Regions from separate parts of the Sus scrofa genome. Here region 2 is linked to region 1. Evidence: chromatin contacts called from public Hi-C data. All regions are on one chromosome and are shown on one strand. Each heading gives the region's core, a stretch centred on a gene start, on an enhancer-like site or on the middle of the called end of the contact. The rest is flanking DNA. Distances are from core to core; before and after follow the strand shown. Region 1 holds the start of IREB2 (iron-responsive element binding protein 2). Region 2 holds the start of IDH3A (isocitrate dehydrogenase [NAD] subunit alpha, mitochondrial).

Region 1 (4,503 bases), core at 1,698-4,197:
ATTAAGAAAATGACCAATCTCTCTTAATGCTAATCCCAGCAACTAAACATGCAACATGAAGGATTTGGGTAAACTGTTTACTTATCTATTTTTGGCCATACCCACAGCATATGGAAGTTCCCAGGCCAAGGATCAAATGAGCTGCGGTAATGTCAGATCCTTAACCTCCTGCACCACAGTGGGAACTCCTGAACTATTTATTTTTTAAATGGCAACCTAATTCTAAGATAGAGATATTCACCAAAATACACTCAATATATATTTTCTCACAATGTACAAGAAAACACTGCTAATGGCAGTCTAGAACATTTATATCCATTAAAACCTACAGAAAAATCATGAACACAATCTTAACACAAGTTTTTAAAAAAAGATTAAGGGAAATGCTCCCTCCAAAACTGCAATCGATTTGGCATTTATCTTTTCAAGTAGTTTTCACTGAAAAGTCTGAATAATCTAAATCACTCTTCTAAGCAGGCCTTCCCTTCACTGGCCTGGTTGAGAAAGGTACTCAGTTGTCAACAAAGTCAAGACTTCCATCCAGTACTCTGGGGTTCCGCCAAATTCACTCTTCTTAGACTTCAGTGAAAGGTTTGATCCTGATTAGGCGCCTGCAAAGGTCTGCCAAGAGTTCTGGTGCACAAGCCTGGGCAAATCAGGCCCTGGTGAACAACTCAAACCAGTGGGCCCTGTTGATGATTCCTATTCAAAGGATAGCAGATCAAGAACTGTGGGCACTAGAGTTCCCGTTGTGGCACAGTGGTTAATGAATCCGACTAGGAACCATGAGGTTGCGGGTTCCATCCCTGGCCTTGCATTGCCGTGAACTGTGGTGTGGGTCATAGACGTGGCTCGGATCCCGCGTTGCTGTGGCTCTGGTGTAAGCTGGCAGCTCCAGCTCCGATTAGACCCCTAGCCTGGGAACGTCCATATGCGCAGGAGCGGCCCAAGAAATGGCAAAAAGACCAAAAAAAAAAAAAAAAAAAAAAAAAAAGAACTGTGGGCATTGTTCACTTGAAGAATTAAAATATACATTTAATAGCTCTAAAATATCACCAGTCAGGTTTCTGTTGTTTTTTAAAATTGTATTAGTAGTTTCTTTGGGGGGAAAAATCATTACTACATTAACTTAGAGTCTAAATGAGAAGTAAGGTATGGGCTTACATCTTCCTCAAATAAAAGCTGTCCCAAGAAGAGTGTTTAAAATGTTACATATATGTGTAGATGTACTGCTACAACATGGTGGAAATAAATTTACAATTTCTTCAACTCAGCTCAACCACTGCATTTTTATTATTAGAATCTAAACAAACCCAAGAAAATTTAGGCAACATTACCATACTTGGTGCCTCCAAGTCTAGGTACATTGAAGAACTTCTTATGTGAACTGTCATTTAATGTTTCAATAAGGTACTCAAAGGCATATCCTGAAAAAAAAATTATACTTCCATTAAACACAGATACAAAGGACCTTTATTCAAACAAAAAATAGCTAGAAATCAGCTTTGTCCAATAAAATTTTCTGCAGTGGTCCAAAAGTTCAATTCTTTGCACTGTCTATCAAGGTAGCCATTAGCCACATGTGGCTATTAAGCACTTGAAATATGGTTACAATGAACAGAGTTTTAAATTTTAATTAATTTAAATCGTTACATGTAGCTAGCGTCCACTGTATTGGATAGTATAACTCTAAACCATGACTCTTCTCGAATTAAAAACTGGTAAAATAACTCTTGAAATGTGATAACAAAGAATACCTAGAAAGGGACAATAAGAATTATTTATAAGAAGTATAGGTATATTTTGTGAAGACCTGCGTAAATACAGACAGGACAATTTGAGAACCGTCACAACTATAAGAATTTTTTTAAAAAAATAATCAAAAGACAGATTTTTACACTGTAGTCAACAACGTGAACAAAATCAAAACCAAACCAAAACAACTTATCAGGTCAGACCTTAATAGGTCTTAAGACTAAGGGTAAAGGTGAAAAACAAAACATCTGGGTATATTAGCATGTCTTCCTGGTTTTGCATGAATTGACGCTTAACTACAAAGACCCAGGGGTCTCCTGCGAATGTACCCCAACTCCTACATTCTTGAAGTAGTGGGGAGGCAGCCTTGAGGTTAAAGAACATTCAGAGCTTTTGTGCAGACTCATTGCGGTGGGTGGGCAGGACCCTCAACATTGTTCGGACCTTGCTCGGAAATGAGAAGCAATAAGCAGAGCTCACTTTGGGGGAATACTAAATGTTTTTCCTCTTTTTTATTGAGGAGGAAGCTAAGAAGGTGGTTGGGGGTAGGGGGGCGGCGGAGGAGACCCAGAGCTGCAATAAATGGTCTGGGAACTGATTAACCAGTGTTCGGCCTTGACCGCCCCCCACTCCGCTTCCAGAGGCAAAGAGAGAGGGAGTGACTTGAGGCTGGACAGCGGAATAAACAACTATCTGCGAGAGACCCAACCAAGGAGACGCCGGCCCCCACCCTCATCTCTTACAAATGGGGGGCGGGGAGAGGACGAAAGTGGGCCTCTCCCTGACCGTAGTGCTAAGTGAGGAGTACCAAAAGACTCTGGAAGGGGCCAACAGGCTGACGCCGCCACTGGTCGAGGCCAGCGGCGGAGCGGACGGGCCTGATGGGGTCACGCTGCGGGGCGAGGGCGGCGAGGCCGGGCTCTCGGGGCCTGGAAGCAGAGAGTGAGGCCCATCAGGCAGGCCTTAAGGGAGCAGGACCTGAGCCCAGAGGGCCCGGGAGCCGGCCGAGTGACTCCAGGCGAGAAGCAAAGGACCCGGAGCCCGGGAAGCGCGCGTCTCCAGCTGCCACATCCCAGGGGGCGGACTGAAACTAACCTGCACTTGGGGCGTCCATCGCCGGAGACCATATTATCCCTGCGGGGAGGGGGCCCGCGGGGTAAGGAGGGGGAGGCCGGGCGGGGAAAAAGGGGAGGAAGGCAGGCGGACCCGCAAGGGAAGAAGGAAAAGAGCAGTCTCGCGCAAACACCGCGAGAGCCGCAGAGTCGACCCCAGGTCTAGGTCTGAGCTCGCGGGATTTGCCGCCCAACTCTCGCGAGATCATCGGACGTGGAGACAAAGAAAGAGAAGGGGCGGAGCCAGCGAGAAGGCGATTTTTTGCGCCTGCGTCCCTGTTCTCGCGATCGGACGCTAAGGCTGGAGCGGCTGTATCTTCCACGGCACTAGCTTGGCCCTCCTAGCGATCCGTTACTAAGTTGCGGCTTCAAATATCTAATTGAGGTTGTGAGATCCAGCGGTGCAAGGGCTCCAGCGGGATATCCAGCGGTGTGGGGGAGGGAGGAGTCAGAATTGCTACTCCTAGGAAAAACAGCCTAAGGCGAACCCCTTTCACCAGAAGATAGTCTCAGGCTAAACCTGTCGTATGTGTGGCCTGCACGCGTGTTCTTGGAGAGGGTGACCGGACTGATCTGGCATGTAGGAAGCGCTCTAATTGTTGAATGAATTTTCCTTTCACCCCTGTAGCTTCATTCTCTCCTTTTCCACACACTCCTTCCCATGGGCAGTTAATCATGCTAAAGTCTCCATCCCGCCTCCGCCTCCGCTCCTCTAGTACCTGCGTTCTCTGCCGCCTTATCTCCTGTTGGCAGCCAGCTTTCCAGAGAGCGCTGGTTGCGCTCTCCCTTCCCCTCCCACTCCTTATCCCTCTCCAGTCTGCTTTCCACCCGCTAGAAACACCTCTGGTCAAGGACAGCCATAACCCCATTCGCTAATCACACGTTTCTCAATCCTTATTCTCCTTGATCTCTGCCCTTGTTGAGAAATATTCTTCCATCAGTTTTTGTGACCTCAGATGCTACTTGTTTTTCTTCCTATCCTTAAGGGTGCTCCGTCTCAGTCTCATTTGCAGGCCCCTCTTCCTCTGCCCAGCCATTCAATGTACTGGTATTAAATATATCCCAGGGCTCTGGCCTTGCACTGTTTTCCCGGCGCATCTCACTCTCTCCTTTGGCTTCAGTTATTAGTTATATGTTCTTATTTACCAGTCTACCTCCAACCCAAACACATCTCCTAAGCCCAGAGGTGTCCCTGAAACCCAAACACATCCCCTAAGCCCATAGTTGTATATTCTAGTACCTATTGGATGACTCCATATCTCACAGGCACCCCAGACTCAAAATCTCCAAAACAGAAGTCATCATTTTCCCCTTAAAACCCTTTACTCCTTTAGTATTGCCTGTATCAATGAATGGCACCACCAACCCCTAAGTTACCCATGCCAGACACAGACACACCATTTTTCTCTCTCTCTTTTTGGCAGTGTCTGTGGCTTGCAGAAATCTCTGGGCCAGAGATCAAACCTGCGCTACAGCAGCGAACCCAAGCCCCAGCAGTGACAACGTGGGATCCTTAATCTCAAGGCCACCAGGGAACTCCCACAGAGACATCATTCTTGATCCTGTACCCTCTACCCTAATCACTAACCCAACAAGCCTTGCTGAAGCAAACCCCAGTATAGTTCCTCTATTTATG
Region 2 (4,029 bases), core at 866-3,365, 250 kb after region 1:
ATCAGCTTCTGAGGCACTTTCTGCTCCAGTCCCTAAGGGAGAAACTTACCCACTGAGGTCAAATGACCGCCAAAGGTCACAAAAGGGGGACCATGTCAGAGGAGAACTTTATCCTCTGATTCCACAAACCTTCTGAATACCTCCTGTGTTTTTTTCTTGTAGACCACACTAAAGGCAAAATAAATTTACTAGCACATTTACCAGCTGTTTTAGTCCCTCATTCTTAATGTACTTGCCAAAGATGATTAGGTGTTCAGTGTAAACTCAGTGATTAAAGGACTGATTTCTATTTAGACAGAGACACGAGTTGCTTTACCTTCAGGAGCGAATGTGAAATAAGGTACCATCACACATAAATCACATGTAAATGCAGAGGATAACAAAGCAGAACCCAGTTACTGGGGGGCGGGGGGGAAAAACAACTACTGAGGAGTTCCCGTCCATGGAGCAGCGGAAACAAATCCAACTAGGAACCATGAGGTTGTGGGTTTGATCCTTGGCCTCACTCAGTGGGTTAAGGATTCGGTATTGCTGTGAGCTGTGGTGTAGTTCGCAGATGTAGCTCAGATCTGATGTTGCTGGGGCTGTGGTTTAGGCTGGCAGTTCCAGTTCTGATTAGACCCCTAGCCTGGGAACCTCCATATGCCAGGGGAGCAGCCCTAAAAAGACAAAAGACAAAAAGAAGTTAAAGAAATAAAAAAAAACTACTGATACCCAATTGTCTGCTTAAAGACTGTAAGATATGTATTTTTGAATTCCTTCTGCATGTTTCTTTCACATTATTTGAACCAATCCTCAAAAAGCTCTATGAAACAAGTATAGATATTTCACAGAAGGGCTTATTAAGGCTCAGAAATGTTAAGTAATTTGCTCAGGGTCACAAAGCCAATTAGTGGCACTGCCAGGATTTAAATCTAAGACTCCTAAATTCCAGTGCAGAGCTCTTTTCACTAAATAATATATATGTGGACTTCGCCTTAAACTCAAAGGAGGAATAAAGTATCAAATTTTATAGAAAAAAACTAAATTGCTTAGGTAGGTTCCTAGGGGTTCATTCTTTAAGAGCAACAGGAGGCTCGAGGGCCCATTCTTCTCTCTGCCTGTCAGTGTGTGACCTTGGTCACAGAGCAGGCAGAATGGGACTTAGACCTAGGAACGCAGAGACACCTGTTCTGATACCTACTTCCTGTGTGACCTTGAGCAATTGAGTTTTCAGGCACGGTTAGTTCCACTGAGGAACCAATGAATTGCAGCGATGCTCTGAAACCCTTTCCAGCTCGGGCATCCGAGCTGCCAAGGGGAGCTAAAGCTCTCCAGATCGTAGGATTCTCGCTAATGAAAGGTGAGAGGAAAGCGCTGCGGGTCTCCCTCTCCCAAGTGTTGAGACAGCAATTCCAAGGTGCAAGATGCCCTGTGTCCTTTGACGGGGAAAGAGCTACAAGAGCTCACTGGGAAGAGCTCCAAGGGAGAAAAAAGTCTGGCAAGAAAACGACCTCAGGATTCCCTCACCTGGGAAAACCTCCCAAGCCTAACGCACGTGCCCTCGGGCCAGGGAGGTTACGCGACCAGGGCTGGAGCAGACACGAGTGGAAGGCCCTAGCCGTGTTGCGGGGGACTCCAAGCGATCAAAAGACTGCAGGGCCGCAGCCTCGGAAGCGGCCAGGATGGCGGAGCCGGGGCGGCGGCTGCGATGACCTTCCCAGATTCCGCGCAAGGCCTGGCCTTCTGCCCGGGTAGATGCGGACGGCGGCACCCGAGTATCGCCGGGAGCAGGGCCAGGGCCCCCGGCCTTGACCTTGCTGCTGTCCCCGCCTCAGGCTTGACCTTCCGGGAACAGGGCTGCCTACACACTGCACGCGGCCAGGCACACAGGTGGCCAGGTCAGGTTCCGTAACTGTTCCCAACCAGCCGAGCGCCGCCGCCTCCCGGTCCAGGCCTGCGCGCCTGCCCCCGCCCAGCACGCCGCCAGCCCGTGGGCCACAAGCCGGCCTGCCCCCCCGCTCACCTTGGAGATCCACGCTGGCCCAGCCATCGCGCTCCCTCTGACCGCGGCGACGGCGGCGGCAATAGTACGCAGCCGCACAGCCTGCGCCCCGCCCGCCCGCCCGCCTGGCCCCGCCCCCTAGGCCCCACCCCCCCTGGAAGCCCAGCCCCGGCCCGCCTACGGGATTCTCCGAACTTGCTCCCGGTCCCCTCGGACCTCGCCGGCTCCGCTGGCCAATCGTCGGGCTCGCCTCGCGCCGACATCCGGAGCACAGGCCGGAGCCGCGACCCGGAAACTACTCGCCGGGATCTCCGGTAGGAGTCCTTCCACTCCTTCATTCATCGATTTCACTGTTTAGGGGGGGTGTTTGTTCCGCGCCCACTAGATGCCAGTCGGTCTTCTAGATTTGAGGAATTAACTTCTCTCATAGACTTTACAATCTCAGGGAGGGAGATAGATCATGTACTCGGTCCACAAGTATTTATTTTTTAACAGCTTCATTGAGGTATAACTTACATACCATAAGCATCAAAGTGCGATGATTTTTAGTAACTGTAAACAGTTGCACAACCATCACTACAATCCGGTTTATTTTTTAACGGCTTTTTTTTTTTTTTTTTTTTTTCACGGCCTCAAAGGCGGGATACAGAGGTTCCCAGGCTAAGGGTCTAATTGGAGCTACAGCTGCCGGCCTAGGCCACAGCCACAGCAACGACAGATCCGAGCTGCCTCTTCGACCTACACCACAGCTCACAGCAACGCAGGATCCTTAACCCACTGAGCAAGGCCAGAGATTGAACGTGAAACCTCGTGGTTCCTAGTCGGATTCTCTCTGCTGCACCACACGAAAACTCCTTAACAGCTTTTATTGAGGCATAACTTATGTGCCATAAAATTTACTCTAAGTTCAATGATTTTTAGTAAATGTAAACCGTGGGATAACCATCACCACAATCCAGTTTTTGAACTTATAGAAATGTTCCCTGTGTCCATTTGCAGTCAGTGCCAGCTCCCTGCAATTATTGATCTGCTTTCTGCCTTTACAGCTCTACAAATATTTTTGAGTGCCAGCTAGGTACCAGGCACTCTTCTTGTTGCAGGACTTACATACAGGGAGACAGAACACAGAGGCCCTTTTGCCGGGAAGCAGCGTTTTTATTCGTGCTGGCACTGGCTCAGTGGATTCATATCCAAAGGCTGAGCCCCTATACCCTCCATTATTTTTTTCTTTTACACTTTGGTCCCTTTGTCCCCCTCATAAGGTAACATGCCTTCTGTAATTTCTGAGTGTACAGTTATAGATACGCCTCCGCTCATCGATACAGGTTATGCTGCGCTGTTGCAGAACTGCGCAGGCGGCACAGATGCTGGTGTTGCATGTTGCTTTCCCTTTGTTCTGGGAGGGCCCGTTCTCCTCCCCACTGCATTCTAAGTGCTGGTGCGTACACACTAGTGGGATAGAAAGGTACCAATCCGGTATTGCACAAACGTGGAATTTAAAACTGTGCTAAGTGTCAAGAAGCAAGAATGCAAGGAGTCATGAGAAGGTAAAATCAGAGAACCTATTCAAATCTAACACAGAGGGCAGAGAAGACCTCTCTGAGGAACTAACATACCTACTCCCCTTCCTCCTCATCCTCTCCTCAGCAACCACACACAGTCCTAAAGCTCTGCTGATCTTTGGGTACTAGGGTAGTTGGGTACCCGGGTGACTTAGACCGAGTCTCTCCCCTCCTCACCCTGGAAAAGGGTCCATCCAGAGAGGAGCTACCCATCCACCCAGAAAGGTGGTGAATTAGGTGCAGAAGTGATGCCAGTGGCTTTCATAAGATAAAATAATAAAGCACAGCTAAGTCTGTGGCTTTGTCAGGACAGAAGGATCTCCTTGGTCTCTTCTCCTGGGGCTTTCCTCTCATCAGGCTCTGGCAGCCCCTCCCTGAAGTGTTCGCCACAGTCCCACTCCGCCCTGTCTCCAGGGCCAGCCCTGCCCTCCAAGCAATTGCAGCTGCCTCCTCACCCACCAACCTGCCTCTTCCAGTCCTTTC

Evidence for each region. Hi-C and Micro-C count contacts between places; a contact is called where the count stands out from the background.
Region 2: a Hi-C map of liver shows a contact between it and region 1, with 4 times the contacts expected there. The contact joins the promoter of IDH3A here to the promoter of IREB2 in region 1. A contact is called at or near these places in 2 of 5 promoter capture datasets (fetal liver and liver) and 4 of 47 Hi-C or Micro-C datasets (epiblast stem cells, heart right ventricle, liver and 1 more).

Annotation. Positions count from the first base shown.
Region 1 is chr7:47,526,252-47,530,754 of Sscrofa11.1, forward strand. IREB2 (iron-responsive element binding protein 2) reads right to left here and starts at 2,948. Exons shown (of 23, transcript NM_001167781.1): 1 at 2,851-2,948; 2 at 1,338-1,427. The coding sequence starts at 2,869.
Region 2 is chr7:47,776,833-47,780,861 of Sscrofa11.1, forward strand. It overlaps IDH3A (isocitrate dehydrogenase [NAD] subunit alpha, mitochondrial), which reads right to left and starts at 2,116. Exons shown (of 11, transcript XM_001927338.5): 1 at 2,006-2,116. The coding sequence starts at 2,032.